Regions from separate parts of the Mus musculus genome. Here region 1 is linked to region 2. A link is a contact called in public Hi-C data. All regions are on one chromosome and are shown on one strand. Each heading gives the region's core, a stretch centred on a gene start, on an enhancer-like site or on the middle of the called end of the contact. The rest is flanking DNA. Distances are from core to core; before and after follow the strand shown.

Region 1 (4,803 bases), core at 363-2,862, 49 kb after region 2:
TCAAATATGAGCTAGCTTATTCTGGAGCCAAATGTGAGTGACCGTGGCCTGGAAACACCAAACTAGATCACCCCAAGCTCCATGCTTCACGGAAGCATTTTCATAGAGGTTTTATAGTAAGAGAACAAAGTAAGTTCTTTCTAACCTTTCTTATCAAAAATTATCTCATATTTTCCACCTCTTTCTTACCTACTTACTGTTTTTGTTTCTTTAAATGAGAACTGAATTAAAATTATATATATAAGGCACAATGTAGCAAAATAAGACTGTACTCTATTGGTATCAATTTTCTGTTTTTCTTTTTTTCTGTCTGTTGCAAGTCTTAAACAAACTTCTTAACATCTTTGATTTTTATACCTCACTGCTCCAGGGGCAGAGGTCACACAAAATTGAGAATTAGAGACATTTTATATCCCGACAAACACCTACAGAGATGTCAGTGACCTTTAGTAGTTGGTGTTTTGTCGACAAGAGAAGGCAGAAGAGAGCTGAAAAGGCTTGCTTGCCTTCATGCTAACCTGTAACCACAGTGTCAGGCACAGAAGGTGTTTCCGCCTTGATCAACAGTAGGCACATGGGAGGCCTGCTTTCCTTGGGTACATCCTCGCTTCCTCCAGCACAGGTCTTAACATTCCCCATGTGGAACACCATTGATTTGGGTTCTTGAATTATCTAGCAGGAATTGGCTGGGGAAAGCTCCACTAGGAGTCCCAGGCAGGCCAGTGTCCCCTGGGTGAGGCTTCCGGGTGGAATAACATCCTAACGGGGAGGCAGTCAGCTGGCAGTTCCGGTGAGCTTTCTCTCCGTGGATGAGCTTCCTGTAGCTGAACTTCTGGCCTCCTTCCCTTGGAGGCGTGTTTCTGTCTGATAGAAGCAGTGGTGATGTCCATTAGAAATGCCGTGCTTCCTAGTTTTCAGGGAAATTTTATTCTTGAGCTGGTTTGCTGCTCTTTTCCTCCCTGTCACAGAGTGAGTAGGGCCAGCTCATCCCTAGACACAGGGCCTTGGAGGACGCCTTGAGACAGGCATGCTTGGGTCTGAATTGTGGAGGGACAGTGCTTCCAGGGCCAGTGTCTCAGAGAGCTCAAACAAAAATGACAGCTTACTAATTAATGCACATTACATATGCTTTGTAAAAATTGATTTTCTCTTTATGTTGTATATGAGTACATATGGGGGGTGGGGTATGGTCTTCTGCGCTGGTGTACGTGAGGCCAGAGGTTATGTCGGGATGTCTTCCTCAATCACTTCTCCAGCTTATTTTTTGAGGCAGGGTCTCACTCATGTGGGAGCTTGCAGTGTTAGCTAAATTGGCTGGCCAGCAGGTCCCCAGGATCTGCCTGTATCTACCCTATCACCATTCCTCCAGCACTGGGTGCTATAGTTTTAACTCTTTACAGTTCAGAATTCCTATTTTTCTCTTGCAGTTGAAATGGATGCAGTCAGAACTAAATGTCGAAGAAGTGGTAAATGACAGGAGCTGGAAGGTAGGAAATAATGTTGATTTTTATAGAGAAATAGGAGAAAAACTGAACAAGCAGGAGACAACCAGGGGAGGGCAGTGCAGGCAGGCTCTGAGAACAAAGAACCCCAGCAACGCTGAGGGTGTGAGTGCTGTTAACTTCAGAGGATCTGTGACCTACAGAGGGGGGTTAGATACGTTCTTTGTATCTCCTAACACTAACTGTATATGGTTAACATTCAGAGTTTTTACTGTAGTAAAGAGAACTTTCAAAGAGGTTATTTGTTAAACTTAGCCTTTTGTGTAGTTACTTTTCATAAAAACAAAGTTGCCAGCATTATTCTGCAATTGTGTCGGTTAATATTCATGGAGTCTCATTGAATGCAGTTACACAGGGAACACTAAGGAGAAGGAAAGAGCAGGCAGACTTAGCTCCCCCACTCTCCTCTAGGTCTCATTAGGGTTAAATATTAGCCGCTGGGCACTGACTGACTTCTGGCATTTAATAATTGCTTATCTCGTCAGGAGCTTTGGTTGCAGAAATAATTTTGTTTCACAATGTTCACAAACAAGGAAGAAAGAGAAAGAAAAGAAATAAAAGCAAAGCAAAGCAGTCGTTAAGCAGAGCGATGCTGGTGTCTTGCTGTGTGACCTTCCAGATTTCATATGCATGGCCAGGCTTGTTAACTGTTTTTAAAGTCGTGAGTGAAATCATCCTCTACCTACTTGTAGTCACCTTTTTTTTTACTGTGTCATTAAATTTAAAAAGACTCACAGCATGCGAAGACATGACCAAATTACAGACTATAAATTGAGTGTCTTATGGCATTTCTTTATCCTGTCTTCCTGGCCAAAATGTAGCCTGAACTTGTCCTTCTATCAGCTTGAGGGCTGTGCTCCTTGGAAGGTTTGGCAATGATTGTATATTCATACATTCTCTGAAGAAGATAATTTACTCTGGGGCTGATGTGAAAGGGGTGTGGTGAATGTCTGGCTTTCGAGAGGCTGTCCAGAGGATTTTGGAACACGCCAAGTGTGATAGAGTGGAACCTTTTGGATGTGATATCCAGGTGCTCTTCAGTATGCTGGGATTACATCCCAGGAGACCCAAGTGTTCTCAGGACACTTAGCAGTGGGCTGCGCTTAGGCATCAAGAGAGTATTATTCTATCATTAGCCCACAGAAAAGTCAAAACTTAGCCAGGCATGGTGGCCCATAACTCAGGAGGCTACAGCAGGAGGATTGTGAGTTTCAGGCCAAGCCAAACAAATAGCAAGTTCAAGGCCAGTATAAACCACAAAGCAAGACCCTGCCTCAAAATGCAAATTCAAACCATTGACGGGTGTGCAGTGAGCATCTGCCTCTGCTGTGAGGTCTTCCGCTTGGAGGGAGGGATGTGCTTTCACGTGCCGGCGGCTTGCTCCTTGTATTGAGTTTCCTTTGTCACAGAAGTATGATGAATGTGTATGTGTTCTTTAACGCACATCAGAAGTCTTCTCACATAAGAATGTTAATCGCTTCCTTATCCTTTTTACACCGTTGACCCCTCTGAATTCTTCTACCAAGAACTTTCTGTAACTAGCCCCATTTAGTCTAAAGGCTTTCTCGACATTTCTGAGATGTTGTTTCAAATTTTTGGAAGCAAGGTGATCAAAACAAGAAATACACAAATACACATAATTTAGCAGAAGACAGGTCCAGCCAGCAAATGGGTGCTGACATTGTCTACTGAATGTTACCAAGGTATACATTATGCTTAATTTGGTGTGCTAAAGAGACTTACTGTTTCCGAACCCTACATCATGGTAACATACTCCAATTCTGTTGATCTGAATTTATATCCAGGCTGATTTATACAGGATATCTGGGTGACTTTTGTTTCTGTTTGAATATCTTAGGTGTTTAATGAACGCTGCCGAGTTCACTTCAAGCCTCCAAAGAATGAGTAGAGAGAGAGTTTTTTTAAGACTCGGTCATCTCATCGCCTGGGCATGACAGATGTCAGCAGGGCCAGGTTCTGAGGGTGGTCTCTGAGCCAGCAGGCTGAGACCTTTGGTTGGTTCAGCCCCATTCAGCCAAGACCTCAAGTCTAATTCTCATAATTATAAAATAATCAATTGCTATTTTATACTGATTCTGTAAAAAATGTTTTGTAACTATTAAAATAATTTTCTGACTCTGTGTACATATTTATTTGGTGACTTTACAAGTTGAGAGTTTGTACAGAGTTTCTATGTCATTATGCCTGCCTGAGTTTATTGGCATGGGTGGGGCTATAGATTAGTTTCTCTTTTGTCATTGTGGGTTTATTTTAAAGGAGCAGAATCGGACTAGAGAGACGATCAGTGGTTAAGAGCACTGGCTGCTCTTCCAGAGGACAGGTTCCATCCCTACACCCATAGGGCAGCTCACAACTGTCTATATCTCTAGCCCCAGGGGATCTGATGCCCTCTTCTGGCCTTCATAGGCACCAGGCACATATGTGATACACAGACATACATTTAGGCAAAATACCTGTACTTGTAAAATAAAAATAGACAGAGGAAAAAAAATGACAAAATCAAGCTGGATTCCATCCAAACAAACACAGTTTTTCTTCTTCAGGCTGGGCGTGGTGGCTCGTGCCTGCAGTCCAATGCCTTGGGAAGCTGATGTGGGAGCATTACAAGTCTGAGACCGTCTGGGGCTGTATAGTAAGGACCTGTCTCACAGCCAGGCTGCAGTGGTGCACGTGTTCAATCTCAGCTCTTGGGAGGCAGAGGCAGGTGGAGCTCTTGAGTTTGAGGCCAGCCATAATGAGTTCCAGGACAGCCAGGACTACACAGAGAAACCCTGTCTCAAAAAAACATTTGTCTTGTTTTTACATATAAAATAATTTGGGTTGGGGTTAGTGATGTTTCCTAGACAGTTTTCCATGGACATAGAGAAGTGTAAGCTCTAGAAAAGGAAGGGGGTAAATGACTAAAACAAGAGCCCTATTGGATTTGAGAATTTTCAGCAGTGAAGAGAAGTACTTTGTACTGGGTACTGGCTATCTGTGGCCATAGAACAGACCATCCCAGGTTAACTGCTTGGTGTCATCCTATTAATATTTTCTGTGTCCCAGTCCTGTGGTTTCAAAGCCCAGATAGACTGGATTCAGGGTGTGGAAGCTGAAATGCAGCTTGGAATGAGACTGGCTTTTGTGTCCACAGAAAGGGGGCGTGGGGGGTGGGGGGGGGAAGAGGGGCTCTTTTGAGTTCTTTGACCTTGGTGGCAGAAATTAGATGCATGAGTTGTGGTGCATTTTATTCCCTGAGTCCTGCATTTCTCAACACATGGATCTTATTTCTCCATTGTCA
Region 2 (5,023 bases), core at 1,912-4,411:
TGCTATTTAAGATGGATAATTCCGACTGTATTATAAATAGAGGCTCAAAACTTAATGGAGTACTTGGCTTAGATAGATGGTGGCTGTCCAGAGGAGAGAGCCTTGCAAGCTCTGCATCAGACCATTGTTCCCAACTGTTCCTAACTGGCGATACTTTGAAGTGGCTCCATCTCATAATCACAATTGCCATTGATTTGCATATTCTGATAGATGAATTGACTCCCTTGTTCCTAAGCATCCTTCCCCTTCTGCAGTACTAACATTCAGACAAGTGCAACACTTTAAAAGAAATTCAGGCAGTTGATTGTGAATTTAGTGACAGAAGTGAAAACAGATATTGACGTAGGAAAACTCTTTGGGGTGCAAAGTAACAGCTCTTCTGATCAGCACCATGGGTGTGACACTAGCCCAGCCTGCTCTTAAACATAGATCCTGTGCCCTTTCTCCAGAGTGTTTGTACACTTGATCTAGAATGGCTATTGATACTTTGTACTGAATGCACTCTGCCAGCCGTGGGTGAATGAATGCTTTGCACACGGTCAATTTTCAATAAATAGTGGATGAGGAGTATACACCTGTGGTAGTAATGGGTGCACAGCTGAATCCAGAATTGACAACTGTTAAAAGCAAATGTATCAACAGAGTGTTTCATTTGTAGTTACTGTTGAGGATAGAGAGAGGGTCCTGAAGTTTATGAAAAACATTTTCACACCAGGAGTCTGTGACATCAAAGCAGTAAGGAAGAGGAAAAGCTGCTGGTTTATTCTGCAAGTAGCACACACTGCAGTGCATTTGATACAAGTTTTGTTACTGTACGTCCACCTGAGGTGGGAGCCCAGTGGCTAGGCTGTTGAGGTTTCCGGTTTTCACATATTATATATATTGCAGAAGAATGCTTTTTTTATTCCTCTAGGCTTATAAAACAAATGAAAAGAAAAAGTTGGTATATTCTTTACTCTGACAGTTTCACTCCTTGTGAGGTTTACTGGCCCAGTATTTTTGTGAAAAGAACTTTAAATCAAAACAGCTTCAGTTTCTGTGAACTCTTGTTTCATATCCAATACAAAAATTGTGGACTCTATAGATTTACTACAAAGCTTGAATGATTTTTTGTCTACTATTCACCTCCGTATGGGTGTGTGTGTGTGTGTGTGTTTGTGTGTGTGTGTGTGACAGTATTTTTAGGTGAGGTTCTCATGAAGCCCAGGCTAGCTTTAACTCCTTTGTAGCTGTTAAGTTTGAACTGGCCCCCCATGCTTCCAATGCGGAGTGGTGAAATTATAGGTAGGCACCACCACACGCAACTCTTGAGTGCTGCTGAGAGCCGAATTTGCAGCTTTGAGAATTTTAGGCAAATATTCTGCTTTTTGATCCATAATTCCAACTTGACCCACATTTGAAAATTACAGAGTATACATGCTCGTTTGTGATTGCAGTGTTTGCAGAGTGTTTACACATCTCTACCCATATTCCCTTAGCCCAAGCAAGTCAGTGAAGTCCAGAACAGGGACTGTAATAAGGAACACTGGCTTTCAACAATTTGAACTATGTAGGTAAGGAGAAATAAAACACAAAAGACCAGTGTTGAGGACAAAATAGTGCAGGGCTCGGGGGGAGTGGTGTGGGCAGCAAGCTATAAGCATGTGGTTTTACAAGGATAGCACGATATGTGTGTGTGTGTGTGTGCGTGCGCGCGCGCGCGCGGGAGCGCAGCTTTTTAAAGCTACTCAGTTACAGGCGGTGCTCAGTCCTTCCTGTTTAGTCTGAATAGGTTTTCCAGATTGGGTAGAGGCTTGGGAACTGGATTTCTACTCCCAAAAGCTGCTTTGAGGAAACCAGTTAAAACAGTCCAGATAGGAGTAATCTTCGAAGACCATATAAGTCTGGCACATGTTTCTTTTTTTTTTTTTAAATGGTTTTTTAAAGGAGAAACAGATTTTTGATTTTTTTTTTTTTCAGTGAACAAAGCAAAACCTAGAGGTCCCCTTACGCGAAGGGTAGCTTGTTGTAAAAGGAAGAAATGCGGGCTGGTGAGATGGCTCAGTGGTTGAGAGCACCCGGAGTTCAAATCCCAGCAACCATATGGTGGCTCACAACCATCTGTAAGAAGATCTGATGCCCTCTTCTGTAGTGTCTGAAGACAGCTACAGTGTACTTACATATTATAAATAAATCTTTTTTTTTTTTTTTTTTAAAGGAAGACATGCTACTGCTTAGGAGCTCAGGATCCTGCTCTGCTTGCTGCCATTTAGGATTACTATTTCCTGGTGAACACTGTCACCAAATCTCCTTCCTGAGAGCTAAGCAGATCCTAGTAATTTGTTAGGACAGTTTGTTAATATTAGACCATGAGTAACGACAAACAGTTTTACTTACAGCCTTTTCTTTTTGGGAGTCCCCAATGCTATTTATACACAAGGTATCCTACACATCAAAAAGTGCGTTTTACCCTTCAAAGTTCAAGTCATGTCTTAATCCTACCAACGTACCAAGTCTGCGCATCTTTTGTCCCTCGTGCTTGTGTGTGTAGTGAACTAAAGGTCCATCACCATCCTGGTTTAGCTCCTAGGTTGTACCCATTATATCCTTTTGGTTTTCTAGTCATTAGAAAAATATATATTTACTTGAAATAAAGCCTAAAATTTGTTATTCAATGTGCTTTAGGTGAGTTAATAAAAATGGAAAGTTTTTGAATTGATGATATAATCTCTATATCAGAAGTCACCGTAGTCCAGGCTTCAGATGTAGTTCAGTGGTTAAGATCATTGGCAGTTCTCCAGAGGACCTTCCAGCACCTACAGGCAGCTCACAACCATCTGTAACTCCATTTCCAGGATGATGGGACTCCTGACCCTGAGGGTAGGTATTGCATTCGCAAAGTACACACACAGGCAGCTATTATTATTATAATCTTGGCAGCTAAACTCAGTCGGGGTGGGTGTGGACAGAGGTACCCTCAATATGCACAGCCTTCATGAAGTGCCTGCTGCGCCCTTTCCTGCACCCAGCTCTCTCAGGGAAAAAAACCGGGTTCAGTGTCAACTTCCTGTCCTGGAGAACCGGAAGAAAATGCATGTCTCCTTCGGCGCGTGCGCAGCCTGGCAGGATGCGTACCTAGCGTCGTCCTGGGCTCTACTTGAGCCTCTCATAAATCCTGTTTTGTGTGACGTCATCTGTTGCTTGAGGTTCCCAGACATTTTGGAGCTGCGGAGGGCGTGGAAGAGGAAAGGTGCAGCCCCGAACCCCCGCGGATCGGCCTAGTCCTTTGACAGCATCTGACACGAGTACGGATCCCAGGATCACTGTGATCCGTGATGCTATAGAAGAAAGCAAGACGGGGAGTGGTTCAAACTTCGTTGCTGACTGGGAACGGACCTTATAGAGGAGCCCATGTTACAATCAAAACCATCCGCCTTCCAACCGCAAGTTTTAACTTCTGTAAGTTTCAGGGCGGGAAGCCCGCGCAAATTATAGAGCCGGATCTATGGCGACCGAGCATCTGCCAGCAGAGAGAGCACAGTCACTTCTCTCTGCCCCCCGGCGCGAGGAAGAGCCGCAGAAACCCAACTATGCTCTCAGACTTACTCTTGCGGGGCACTCGGCGGCCATATCATCAGTTAAATTTAGTCCTAATGGCGAATGGCTAGCGAGTTCTGCAGCTGATGCACTAATTATAATTTGGGGAGCATACGATGGGAATTGTAAGAAAACACTCTATGGTCACAGTCTGGAAATATCAGATGTTGCCTGGTCTTCAGATTCTAGTCGTCTAGTTTCAGCCTCAGATGATAAGACTCTAAAGGTATGGGATATGAGATCTGGAAAATGTCTGAAAACACTGAAGGGGCACAGCGATTTCGTCTTCTGTTGTGACTTCAACCCACCATCCAACCTCATCGTTTCGGGCTCTTTTGATGAGAGTGTGAAAATATGGGAAGTAAAAACAGGAAAATGCCTCAAGACTTTGTCTGCACATTCGGACCCCATTTCTGCCGTAAATTTTAATTGTAATGGGTCCTTGATAGTGTCCGGGAGCTATGATGGGCTTTGTAGAATTTGGGATGCTGCGTCAGGCCAGTGTTTAAGGACACTTGCTGATGAAGGCAACCCTCCAGTGTCTTTTGTAAAATTTTCTCCAAATGGTAAATACATTCTCACTGCAACTTTGGACAATACTCTTAAACTGTGGGATTACAGCAGGGGCAGATGCCTGAAGACATACACTGGTCATAAGAATGAGAAATACTGCCTATTTGCCAGTTTCTCGGTTACTGGTAGAAAGTGGGTTGTGTCTGGTTCAGAGGACAACATGGTTTACATCTGGAATCTTCAGACTAAAGAGATTGTACAGAGGTTGCAAGGTCACACAGATGTGGTGATCTCAGCAGCCTGTCACCCTACAAAAAACATCATCGCATCAGCAGCACTAGAAAATGACAAGACAATTAAAGTGTGGTCGAGTGACTGCTGAAGTCTCTGGCAGGCGATGAGGAAAGCCAAGTTAGACACAAAATCCAAAGGATGGTCTCTCTGGATTCTGGCAAAGCTTAAACTGTCCTTGAGTCTGAATCATCTTACTTTGCAAAGTGAGACCCTTGTAAAAACAGGTCTAGGACTTAGGGCTTGTGAATCCTAGTCTTGAGGCCTGCTAGGAATCTCCTGTGCTCACCCCTGGACAGAGCCTCATTCTTTCACTGGCTTTCCCAGGGGGGTAAGGTTTTTGGAATATCTGGAAAGGTGACACAACAGGATGACCCAGGGGAGGAGGGACGTGTAGCCTCTGGTTTGGGAGGTCATTAAGGGCAGTGACATTAGGGAGGCAATGAGAGGATTGGAGACATTTTACATGTCACTTGTATATTTTTGTTATTCAATATGATTGGGCATCAAATTGCCAAATTAATCTGTCAAGTTGGGGACAATAAATCATGGTCCGGTTTGTTCTATGAATGATAAACTATCCAACACATACAACACACACAGTGCTTTTTGATGATAAATATGAAAGTGACAAAAATCAAAG

The links. A called contact is a pair of places that touch in the nucleus more often than the background predicts.
Region 1: a contact with region 2 is called in a Hi-C map of liver, with 2.9 times the contacts expected there. The contact joins the enhancer-like site here to the promoter of Wdr5b in region 2. A contact is called at or near these places in 3 of 484 Hi-C or Micro-C datasets (8-cell embryo, liver and morula), 3 of 115 datasets of contacts at active chromatin or transcription factors (the SCID.adh cell line, embryonic stem cells and intestinal villus epithelium) and 3 of 9 other capture datasets (adipose tissue, liver and pancreatic islet).

Annotation. Positions count from the first base shown.
Region 1 is chr16:36,088,474-36,093,276 of GRCm38.p6, forward strand. Ccdc58 (coiled-coil domain containing 58) reads left to right here. Exons shown (of 5, transcript NM_198645.2): 4 at 1,428-1,487; 5 at 3,361-3,645. The coding sequence ends at 3,411. Among named protein-coding and RNA genes, the nearest start is that of Gm41450, 12 kb to the right of the region's middle. Within about 2 kb of position 1,613, at least 12 of the 459 cell types and tissues checked have an H3K27ac peak or open chromatin away from gene starts, as enhancers often do. A contact at or near this core is called in liver, where this site is marked.
Region 2 is chr16:36,038,029-36,043,051 of GRCm38.p6, forward strand. It overlaps Wdr5b (WD repeat domain 5B), which reads left to right and starts at 3,162. Exons shown (of 1, transcript NM_027113.2): 1 at 3,162-4,946. The coding sequence starts at 3,485. The coding sequence ends at 4,471.